Regions from separate parts of the Mus musculus genome. Here regions 1 and 2 are each linked to region 3. Evidence: chromatin contacts called from public Hi-C and HiChIP or PLAC-seq data. All regions are on one chromosome and are shown on one strand. Each heading gives the region's core, a stretch centred on a gene start, on an enhancer-like site or on the middle of the called end of the contact. The rest is flanking DNA. Distances are from core to core; before and after follow the strand shown.

What was found. A called contact is a pair of places that touch in the nucleus more often than the background predicts. HiChIP or PLAC-seq counts read pairs in DNA pulled down with a chosen protein or histone mark.
Region 1: an H3K27ac HiChIP or PLAC-seq map of embryonic stem cells shows a contact between it and region 3, with 13 read pairs. The contact joins the enhancer-like site here to the promoter of A730043L09Rik in region 3. A contact is called at or near these places in 1 of 15 datasets of contacts at CTCF or cohesin (embryonic stem cells), 12 of 484 Hi-C or Micro-C datasets (the N1E-115 cell line, cerebellar granule neurons, cerebral cortex and 4 more) and 4 of 115 datasets of contacts at active chromatin or transcription factors (all in embryonic stem cells).
Region 2: a Hi-C map of morula shows a contact between it and region 3, with 1.7 times the contacts expected there. The contact joins the promoter of Spesp1 here to the promoter of A730043L09Rik in region 3. A contact is called at or near these places in 5 of 39 promoter capture datasets (the 3T3-L1 cell line, embryonic stem cells, hippocampal neurons and 1 more), 22 of 484 Hi-C or Micro-C datasets (CD4 T cells, the G1E-ER4 cell line, the HL-1 cell line and 11 more), 1 of 115 datasets of contacts at active chromatin or transcription factors (embryonic stem cells) and 1 of 9 other capture datasets (pancreatic islet).

Annotation. Positions count from the first base shown.
Region 1 is chr9:62,200,914-62,204,714 of GRCm38.p6, reverse strand. No RefSeq gene overlaps it. Among named protein-coding and RNA genes, the nearest start is that of Gm35227, 36 kb to the right of the region's middle. Within about 2 kb of position 2,149, at least 17 of the 459 cell types and tissues checked have an H3K27ac peak or open chromatin away from gene starts, as enhancers often do. A contact at or near this core is called in cerebellar granule neurons and embryonic stem cells, where this site is marked.
Region 2 is chr9:62,280,255-62,284,147 of GRCm38.p6, reverse strand. Spesp1 (sperm equatorial segment protein 1) reads left to right here and starts at 1,969. Exons shown (of 2, transcript NM_025721.2): 1 at 1,969-2,146. The coding sequence starts at 2,086.
Region 3 is chr9:62,242,847-62,246,553 of GRCm38.p6, reverse strand. It overlaps A730043L09Rik (RIKEN cDNA A730043L09 gene), which reads left to right and starts at 2,454. Exons shown (of 3, transcript NR_040769.1): 1 at 2,454-2,610; 2 at 2,753-2,866; 3 at 3,025-3,707.

The sequences.
Region 1 (3,801 bases), core at 900-3,399, 42 kb after region 3:
TTTAAATGTCAACTTGCTATAGTCTGGAGTCACCTGGAAAAAGAGTCTTGATTGAGGAATTATTGAGACCTGAGGCCTGTGGACATGCCTATAAGGGACTATGGTTTGTGAATTGTCCCCAGCCCACTGTAGGCAGCGCTATTCCCTACACTGTGCCTAGTGACGAAAGCCAGCAGGCAGCATGGGTGTGTTCACTTCTTCCTGCTCTTGACTTTGGGTATGATGTGACTACCTGCTTGAGTTCCTGCCTAGACTTTCCTGAAATGACGGTGGCAGCCTATACTTGTCAGGCGTTTAACCCTTTCTTTCCCTTATTGCTTTCTGTCACAACATTTGTTACAGCAATGGAGTATCTCTCCTTTTAGGTCACAGGTCGTTGTAGGCTTTCCAGATTTCTCTGTGGCTCAATAGAGCACCCTCGAAGAGAGCCACAACCTTAGGGTGCAAATGAATACCTGGAGGTAGTAATTTTCTGGCTCACCTTCCCCAGAAGGCTCCCAGAACAAACCTGTCTCAGGAGTTTCAAATGTATATGATTAGAAAAAAAGACAGGCCAGAAATAGCTACCACGTTAACACAGGCTTTATATGTGAGCATCATAACTTAGTGTTGGCTTTCTGAATGGCCAATTTTTTTTTTTTTTTTTTTTTTTTTTTTTTAGGAATAAGATAAATGCTATTTTTATACTCAAAGGGGGAAAACATCACGTGGCTAGCTGGTCAGGAGAGTATAAGGCTAGAGGTTTCAGAGTTTCAGAGATTATAAGGCTAGAGGTTTCAGAGTAAGCTGCTGGAAGCCAATTGACAGGGCTGGGTACACAATAGCAAAGAACACAGAAGCCTTCCGAGCTCATCCAGTCCATCCCCCTGCCGTTTGGGAGGCATATTGAATGAGATGCAGTATCTGATCCCACTGTGTCAGTGCTGCCCCTCGGAATGGAATTTCACAGAAAATAGGACACTCGTGGCTTTGTGGAAACTGGAGCAGATGGTACTGTGAAGCCTCTGCAGAAACACCTTGGCTTGTGGGTGGGCAGCATCCCTTGAGGTGTCATCACATATTGAGAGGGAAGGTGTAACACCACACACACACACACACACACACACACACACACACACACCATTTTCTAAACTCAGTTTTAGATATTTATTGAGACAGATGGGCCTTGCACTCATGATGTTGCCAAAGGTTGAATTCCTGATCTTCCTGCTTCCAGCTTGGTGCTGGGATTACCAGAGTGCATCACCATGATTTATGTGGGGCTGGGGCTGGAACTCAGGGCCTTGGGCATGTTGTGCAGGCACCCTCCCAAATGGGTTACATTTAGATTTTTTAAAAAATATTTATTTCATTTTTAAAATTTTGTGTCTGTGAGTATGTGTGTCTGTGAGTATGTATGTAAATGTGTTGTGTATGTCTAAAGGTTCGAATTCACAGAATAAGAGGTGTGCAGGAGGTAATCAGCAAGATGGCTCAGTGGTTAAACACATTTGCTGCTAAGTCTGACAACTGGGTCCTACACGGTGGAATGAGACAGAAGTGCATGTGTCTCTCATGTTCGTTCACACTCACACACATCCCCAGTGTAATAAAATAAAATACAAAGCCCATGTGGGGGGTACAACCTAGCAAGGTCTGTCTAGTATGTACAAACTCACATTCTTGCAAAGAGGAAGACAAGGATGTTTTGTTAGGCGTCTCCTTATGGGGTCAGAGCTTAGAGAAGTGTGATCATCTCAAGGCCCCTGCGCTCCCGTGTCTTTCCTAGAGTCATGAAGGCCCTTGGGATCTAAGGCAGGGGAGAAGAACTTGAACTCAGGCCTCACTTGCCAGATCTTATTCATTTGACCTTAGCAAGCCAGGGGACTTCCTTGGGTCCCTGTTTCTTCTGTAAAACATGGAGATGGTAAGGATATTTGTCGTCAGAGTGACTGTTAGGGTTAAGTGAGATAATACTCTTAAGATGCAGGGCATTGCAAGGAGCCCAAGCAAGAACACAACAAAGCTGAGTTCTGCTTCATTCTGCTTCTTCCTAAGCCTGTGGAGGATAAAGGAGCCTTGAGTTCAATGGTGCTGAAGTCAGAGCAGCTTTTGCCTGGAATTGTTCAAAAACCTAGGGGTGGAGAGATAGTTGTTTTGGCTGAGTGCTTGCCTGGTATTCATGAAGCACTGGGTGTGGTCCCAAGTACTCCATAAAACTGGATGTGTTGCCTGTAATCCCAGGACTCATCCGGTAGAAGCAGGAGGATCAGAAGTTCAAGGTCACCTTCAGCTACATTGTAAGTTCCAGACCAGCCTGGGAAAAAAGAAAAAGAGGACACTTCCTAAAAGAACAGGAAAGAGTTTGGGGATCTCGTGTGTGTCCAGTTCCACAGTGCAGTCCCTGCCTTTCGTTTCCATTCCTACCAATGCAGAAGGTTAATTAGTGTGAGAGCTTTTGGGGGTTTTGTTTGTTTGTTTGTTTTGTTTTTGTTTTTTTGGGTTTTGTTTTTGTTTTGTTTTGTTTTTTTGAGACAGGGTTTCTCTTTATAGTCCTGGCTGTCCTGGAACTCACTCTGTAGACCAGGCTGGCCTTGAACTCAGAAATCCGCCTGCCTCTGCCTCCTAAGTGCTGAGATCAAAGGTGTGTGTCACCAGTGCCCTGCGTGTGTGAGAGCCTCATTTTAATCAAGCGTATTTTGCCTCTCCTTGATATACAAGTACCTACTGTAGCAGCTGAGATCCTAGGTGTCTAACTCACATGTCCATCAGCTATGACAGGAAATGGCCCCATTGCACTTTCTGAGGATAAAACAAAAAGAAGAAGAGTGGAAGAAGGAGGAAGAGGAGGCAGAAGGGAAGAAGAAGAAGAAGAAGAAGAAGAAGAAGAAGAAGAAGAAGAAGAAGAAGAAGAAGAAACTGAACCCATCATTCCTCTTGGTGGTAATTGGAGCAGATGCCCTGGTTAGCATCATGGAAAATCTGGACCCTTGGGTCCAGTCCCACGAGAGTCGCACAGTCTTTAGGAATTTTTTCTTTGGTAGCTATGGAGATGGCCCTGTTGGCAAAGGGCTTGTCACAGAAGCATAATTATCTGAATTTAATACCCAGAACCTGGAATTTTAAAAACCAGCCATGTTGATATACACCTGTAATTCTAGTGTGGAAACAGAATGGGGTCACTGGGACAACCATTCTGGCCTAAGGCCAGTGAGAGCCTGTATCAAAAAAAAAAAGAAAAAAAGTGAGAAATGTAGAGATGGCTCAGTGGTTTGGTTGAGAGCACTTGTTGCTCTTACACAAGTCCTGGGTTCAGTTCCCAACCTTCACATGGTACCTTACAAAACTCTGGAACTCCAGTTGCAGGAGGTCTGATGCTCTCTTCAGGCCTCTATGGCACTGCATACACTCAGTACACAGACTTGTAAACCTGGGAGTGGCTGCACATGCCTGAGGCACATGCCTGTAATCCCAGCGCTGGAGGGGTTGGGAGATCACTAGGGCTTACTGGCCCTAGTGAGCACACATGTACACACACACACACACACACACACACACACGCACCCCCTATACAATATTCATATACAAAATCCTTTTCTTTCATGCCATCCCCAATAATACCATGCCAGGGAGCAGGTATCCCTGGCTGAATGTACTTCAGAGGACTGAGGTCAGACTCCCAGGAGATGGGACATCTTAATACTCCTGGACCTTCAGAAAGGTTGGCTTTTTCCCAGGAAGGCCTCCTCCTCTTTCTAGTTTCCCCAGAAGAGTTCCCTCCAATTTCCAGGTTCTCTATGTGCCTCCTTCAGCTTACTTCTA
Region 2 (3,893 bases), core at 720-3,219, 38 kb before region 3:
GATCTATCTCAGACAGCTCTGCTACCAAATGTTCACGCCTATAACTCAACCTCTGCTTCAGCTTTCTTCCTGGCCTACATCCAACTCCTCACGGGATAGACCACTCCGGTCAGAGGTCCCAAGCCCATCCTTACCTTAACAGCATGGAGCACAAAATTCTTTATCCTTCTCCACCTCCGTACGTACCTACATTGCACATTTCAGTAAATGTTCATCAAAAAACCCTAATGATCTAGCCAGAAATCTGGGCATCGTCTCCTATTTTCTCCTCCTCCACATTTAAACAATTCCCTAATCTTTATTATTTTTGAGACAGTGTCTCATGTAGCCTAGGTTGGCTTTCAAGTATATTTTTTAAGATTTATTTATTTATTTATTTATTTTTATGTATGTGAGTATACTGTCGCTCTCTTCAGACACACCAGAAGAGGGAATGGGATAACATTACAGATGGTTATGAGCCACCTTGATGTGGTTGCTGGGAATTGAACTCAGGATCTCTGGAAGAGCTGCCAGTGCTCTTACCTACTGAGCCACCTCTCTGGCACCACACACAATTTTTGTTTCTTTGTTTGTTTTTAAAAAATGGAACTACCATACAATCAACTATTCCATCCCTGGGTGTGTACCTGAAGTCAGCATGCCACAGACAGACTTACACACACATATTGATTGCTTTGTAATCACAATAGCTAAGACATGGAGCTGGCCTAGACTTCAACCCTTGATCCTGTCTCCACCTCTCTAAGCACAGTCTTACTGATTTTAACTCTACATGTCTCAGACATGATCACATGCTCCGAATTGTCTGCTCCCAGGAGTCCAGGCCCTCAGCAGTACCCCCGAGTCTCCTCACTAGACCTTGCCTCTACTCTGCCTTCTTTGACATCTTCTGGTCTCTACAATGAGTCTAAGCTTTTTACCGCTGTCATCTAATCTCAGCCTTCCTTAGCTCAGAACATTGAAGCATCCCCCCATTGTCTCAGACTGGAATCTAAGTTCCTTGTTTCTAAGACAGACATTTCATTACATGTGAGTTTTAATGATTAATCATACAGAAAAAAAAGTATAGTTCTACAGATTTTAACCCACATATAGAATTGAGTAGCCACATGACTATAACTCCAAAAAAAATCAACAACAACAAAAAAAGAAAACAAAAACAGAAACAACACCCCCCCCAAAACAACAACAACAACAACACATTCTCTCACTGAGACTGGGGAGTAGCTCAGGCTGTGGAGCGCTGGTCTAAATCAGGCACAGCCCTGGGTTCAATACTTAGTACAGCAGAAATGATACATGCTGGTCCATACCTGTGCCTGTAAACTCAGGGTTTGGAAGGTGGAGGCAGAAATTTCATTAGTTCAGATTATCCGTGGGTGCAGTGTAGTTCCAGGTCAGTCTGGGACAGAGAAGACCCTAACTAATTCTATTACACTATCCGTTTACAGTCATGCATTTCTCCATCATTTCTACCTCTTTATCATCAAAGAAATGGCATGTAATCTTAACAAATCAAAACGACAACCAAAGTTCTTCACAGAGCCTGCAATGTCCCTACCTACACACACACACTGCAGTCAATCATGCAATCTGAACTACCAATAGCTATTGGGGGCGCTCTCAGCCTTCTTGCAATTGATCCTTCAGTCTCATCTCTTTTAGGGGCAAACTGGGGTCTCCTTCAGTAGTTCCGATCACAATCATCTCTGTGTAATCTCTAGGTTATCTCTTCGATCAGACATCCACTTCTGTGCAACGGCTGAAGGCTTGAGGCCAGGCTTTTCAACCGGGGAGTGCCATAGAGTGCCACTTATCGAGCTTCTCTAGCCCCTACCCTAGGACCTGTAGCGGCCCATCGCCATCGAGCCACTTCCTAGTCTGAGCAGTCCTAACACGCATGCGTAACACGCACGCGGCCGCCCTGCCCCCATCCATTCACTGGGGCAACCGTTGCGGGGCGCCAAGGCCCTGACGTGGGACGGTAGGCCTCTGACATCCCCTCCTTTCGGCCCTGAGGTACCCAGGCCTGGTGGCCCCAGGACGTTCCCGTCGGATGGCGGAGTGCTCTGAACGACGCCCATGAAGCTGGTGGTCCTAGTTGCGCTGTGGCTATGGCCTTCGTCACTGCTGGCGTATCCAAGTGAGTGATGTGCCTGGTGGTGACCTAGGTGTACACCTTCCCACCTCACTGTCACACACTGGGTGCCAAGTGTGTCACTTCAGTCCTCATCCTGCCCCTCCCGTTGCCCCCAGGATGCTCAACTCCTAAGCTGGGCTCGCCGTGCCTCCTCCTTTCAGCCGGGACCCCCCTTAGGTGGCACTTAGGTGTTCACTCCTCAGGCACAAAACATAATTGCAGCCTGGGCTTAAACACTTCATGTTTTGTTGGAATGCAACCACAGTCGTTACTGTATACTTTGGCCGTGGCTGTTTTCCTGCTTTAGAACAGCAACTAAGGGCTTGCTGCACAATTCTGCCTTGCAAGGCCTGAGATGATTACTATCTGGTCCTTGGCAGTAAAGGACTAGCGGGTCCTTGCAGTTAAATTTGAAGGGAATGTGTAGAAGGTCGGGGCGTGTCTCCTAGGCTTCTGAAAGGAAAGAAGTCAATCAAAAGACACCAACAGTTTAGACAGAAGTTTATTAGACAAAGCAAAGCACTCCAGAGAGAGACGGGAGTGGGCTGTCTCTAAAAGGGGATAGCAGCACAGTAGGTTCTGTATTGTGGCTTAAAAAATATATATTTTAATGAATAATTATGAGGTAGATGGCATATTCTTAGGGTAAGGTTTCCAGGTTGATGTTCTTGGTGAACTCTTATTTTCAATCTCTGTGTTTCTGTCTCTGTCTATCTGTGTGTCTGTTTCTCTCTCCCCTCTCCCCTCTCTCTCTGTCTCTGCCTCTCTCTCTCTCTCTCTCACACACACACACACCTTTTCTGCCCTTTTCCTTTTTGTCCTGCCCCTTCCCCAAGTCCATTTTATCTTTTGAGACCGGGTCTCATGAAGCCCTGGCTGACCTTGAACTCACTACTTAGCCAACAATTACCTTGACCTTCTGATCCTCAGGATTCTACTTTCCCCATGTCTGGTTGTTACAGGCGTGTGCCAGCACGCCCAATTAACACAGTCCTTGGTACCCAAAGCAAGCCTTCGTGCACTAACCAGGCAAACGTTCTACCAACGGACCTTTGTGCCCAGCCTCCAAGTCTCTTTAAACCATGACAACTGGCTTCCAAGAACTGCTTTGCAAGCTCTCAGGAAGACTACAGTGTGTTAGAATTGTTGATGTCCTATGAGCAAGACAAGTGGCTTGGAGCAAGCTCATCTTCTCTGTGTGGGAGGACTTGAGCCTAATGACATTAAAAAAAAAATCACAAAGCACACAAAGACATTAAATTAGATTTTATTTTCTATTCAGAATGCCTGACTAATATAAGTACTTTTTTATCTATCAGCAAAAGCTCCACTTCTTTTTAATTAATAGTAAAAAGTTAGTGCTGGATAAGTAACCCAGAGGTCCCTTTTCCAGTCACTCTGCAGAATTCTAGTTATGAAAACAACAGCCTGGTTAGCTTGAGCTGGAAATATGTCAGCTCAGTTATTTTATTTTGCTTGAATTTGAGGCACAACTTCATACAGCACTGAGGAACTCTGTTCTCTGAGTCTACTGTACGACAGGTCTGGAAAATACATGGAACTTGTCTGAAGTTATGGACTTGAGGCAGGGCTGGCTCATTACTGAGTGATGGATGCTCAGGTTTATTTCCACATACACGAGTTCTTTATGGAATAAGGCCACCCTGTATTTCTTGTGCTTGAGGTTGTAAGAATCTTTTAATAATTAACATATAAAATTTGTGGTTAAATTTTGGTGTGTTGTCAACAG
Region 3 (3,707 bases), core at 1,205-3,704:
CAAAGGCTTAAACTCCAGCCAGCAGTCTTTGAGAGATAAACCTTAGGATATTGCAAAGAAGCTCTGCCCTTTCTGGTAAATAACAACCACGGCAAATATTTGCAGGGTGCTGGCTTTGCTCTGTGTGCGTCTACGTATATGAATCCATTAGAAACCCCATTTTGTAACAGCGAGCCAGAAGCAAAGGCTCGATGTAATTTAAAATGCCTAGCTGCCGGCATACGAATACTCGCAGCCCGCTTCTCCCTGATCTGAATAAACACAGGGTAAAGCAGACGCAGAGCTTCGCTCTCCCCAAGCCGCTTGAGCCAACAGCTTTATTACATTGAACCTTCTTCTGAGATTTCTCATTAATCACAGCTGAAGCGCGTAGCCTCTGATCTTAACTTTAATTATGAAACCTTGAGGTTCGGTGGTTTTCAATTTCCAATTTCTCTAGTTTGAGCTTCATTCACCCTGAGCTGGAATCTGTATTTTGTCCTTAGAGGACAATAGGTGCAGGGCATGTACTTCCTGCTCTTCCTGTTTCCTCCCTGATAGGATACAGATGCTTGTATTATCTACCTGTAGCTCGCTCTCCAGGACTGAGCTGTCGGAGCCGGGCATGATAAGAGTGCTTGCTTAGAGGGCATTTTGATTCCAGCCCTGCTAAAAACGAGAAGAAGGACTCTATCTATCATGGGCCTTGGTAGGGGTAGTCTTACTGGAATGAGGTAAAGCCCTGCAGCCTGCAGGGGGCAGTGAGGCTGAGTCCAAGGTTGCAACAAGAAATACAGAAATACGGGCCAAGCAGCCAAGCTGTGATACTAATTTTATAGCCAAAGTTCAGACAGCTCTGTGATGTGCATCTATGATGTTTTCCTCCTCTGTGTGTGCACGTGTGTCTGTCTGTCTGTCTATCTTGGTCCCTTGCCCTCCTTTTACCCATGCCTCATTGATCTTCTGAGAAGCGAGATGCAGACAATACCTTTCTGCATCCAGTCATCTGGTTTACATACCTAAGAATCCAGCCACCTGGGACGTAGCCACCCTGACAACCTCTCCTCGTCAGTCTTTTCCACTGGGACCGAGGCTAATCACATGCCCTGGTTGTTCCAGTGAAGGTGGTTGGAAAAGAGGGGCTCACTCGCACGAAGCTTCGCCTGTTGGAGCTGGGGCCAGGCCTGGTGCTAGGGCCTTCCCCACAGTCTCCAGTAATCGAAGGTGGGACAGTGGGTAAAAGCACTTGCCACATGTGTATGAGGTTCCAAATTTGGACCCCCTAGAGCCCACACAAAGGCAGACATGATAGCACATGTCTGTAATCCCAGTTGCCTTAGGGCAAGACAAGAGATGGAGTCAGGAGACTCCCCGAAAGCTGCAGGTGCACTCTGCTCTTGGACTGAATATTCAGTTTGAGCCTCTGCTTCAGGTTCCCCCCTATGGGAATTTTCTCCCCTGCTGTGATGGGCTGGACCTCAAACTGGGAGTCAGAATAAACCCATCCTTCTTCAAGTTGTCTTTGCCAGGGTCTTTTCTATCAACGAACTGGAAAACAACCATCTAGTTATGCGCCTGTTGCTGTAATAAAGCACTTTGGGAGGGAAAGGGTTTATTTCATCTTACAGTTCTACATTGTAGTGTGTCAGTCACCAAAGGAAGTCAGGGCAGGGACAAGAGGCAGGGACTGAAGCACAGCCTGTGGAGGAGGGCTGCTTTCTGGCTTGCTCCCCACAGCCTGCTCAGCCCATTATTTTTAATACAATCCAGGACCTCTAGCCCAGGGGCGGCATAACCCACAGAGGGCTGGGTCCTCCCACATTAATCATTAATCAAGAAAATGCCCCATAGGATTATGTATAGGCTAATATCACAGGGCACTTTGCTAGTGCAAGTCTCTCTTCCCAGATGAATGAAGTCTGTGTCAAGTTGACATACAACTAACCCGGAAAGGAGCTAAGACACTGGTCATAGGTGAAAGAACTTGGTCGGAAGAATTGAGTGTCCTTCTGTCCCCCATGACTAATCGAAAGTGCCCTTTGCTTTCTCTATAGGCAGACTCCAGTTGTCCACAAGAGGGCGCTGTAGAACCAGGGAATCTCCGGAGGCTTCACTTCACTTCACCCGGAGGCAGGATCGTTCCTAAAGGGTTTAAATGGAATGAAAGAGGGCCTGGAGGACGCACCCTGTTACAGACTCTCTGCTTCAGGCAGCACCTCCAGGCTCAGTCTCTGACCATCTGTGGGTATCTGTCCTTCTTCTCTGTAAGCTGTGAACTTCCCAGGGTCTGACCTGTGGTGCCGGAGACCTAGCACGCGTGAGGTGGACAGGCCTAAGCTGGCTGAGAGTGTCACTGGAGCACGGGAGTACTGAAACGTACGAGCTCTGGAAAGGAGTGCAGCACATCAAGTTGTCAGCTGGGATCTGGAGACCAGGAGTGCAAACACAGCGGGCGGAGTGACGCTGCCAGAGCCATTCTGCTCTGAGAGACAGCAGGCATTAGCAAAACCAACCGTTAGGTGCACAAGTGCCGTTTGTTAATGCGCTGGGAGCCAGAGGACACTGATGGGAGGAGAGGTCACACAAGCTTTACTGAGAAGTGTCACTAGCCTGGCAGACAAGACTGAAAAGGTGGGGGGCGGTGTTAGGGACAGCAGCAGAGATTGTCCCTGTGCAAACACCTGGTCAGCAGTCGGGTCACTGGACTGACATAGTTTCTGCTGTGCTGTGCTTGGAGATGTGCCTCTCTGAGCCATCACTTTACCATCCACAGAGTGAACAAATCGATGTGTGTCGGGTGCAGACGTCGAAGCCCACGCCTGTAATCCAGCACGTGTGGATATGAAGGCAGAAGAATCAGAAATGGAAGGCCAGTCTCAGCGCCGTGGTGAGTTCAAGGTCAGAGTGGGCTACATGAGATCCTTCCTCAAAAAAAAAAAAAAAATTGATGTTTTTGTGGCAAAAGGTATATTTTTTTAAAAAAAGAAACCCCAATAGAACATTATGTTTAAAAAAGACTATCTGACATGCCTGTTCACGTGACAGAAAAATAAATGACGGGCCAGAGAGATGGCTCAGCAGATGAAGGTACTCGCCACCAACACTGACGACCAGAGTGCCACTCCAGGACCCAGATGGTGGAAAGAGAGAACCAGCTGCTTAGGACTGTTCTCTGACCTCCACATGCCCTCCCCCCTTTCCCTTTTCTCCGTCCCCCTCTTTCCCACTCCTACATGATTCTCTCACCCATGGGGGGGGGGCCCAGCCCGGTGACCATACCCTACTCAGGGTTTCCTTCTCCCGTGGCCCCCAATCACAGGGATGCAGTGAGCATCCAACAGTCTGGCTCCAGTTCAGATATTAAAGCGCCATCTTTAGGAACTGTCCCAGGTAGCTGCCAAGGGTACCCTATCTCCCCACCCTCTGCTTTCACCTGAGCTCCTTATCCTGGGCACATGCTGGAGACATGCTCAGCAGTCATGAGCACGGCTGTTCTTCCAGAGGACCAGGGTTTGGTTCTTGGTACCCATAGCTGGTGGTTCACAAAGCCTGTGACTCCAGTTCCAGGGGATCCTATGGTCTCTCCTGGCCTCTGTGGGCAGCACCACACACACTCTTGTTACACACATTGTGGTGGTTTGAATGAAAATGGCTCCCATAGGCTCAGAGGGAGTGCCACTGTTAGGAGATGTAGCCTTATTAAAGTAGATATGGCCTTGCTGGAGGAA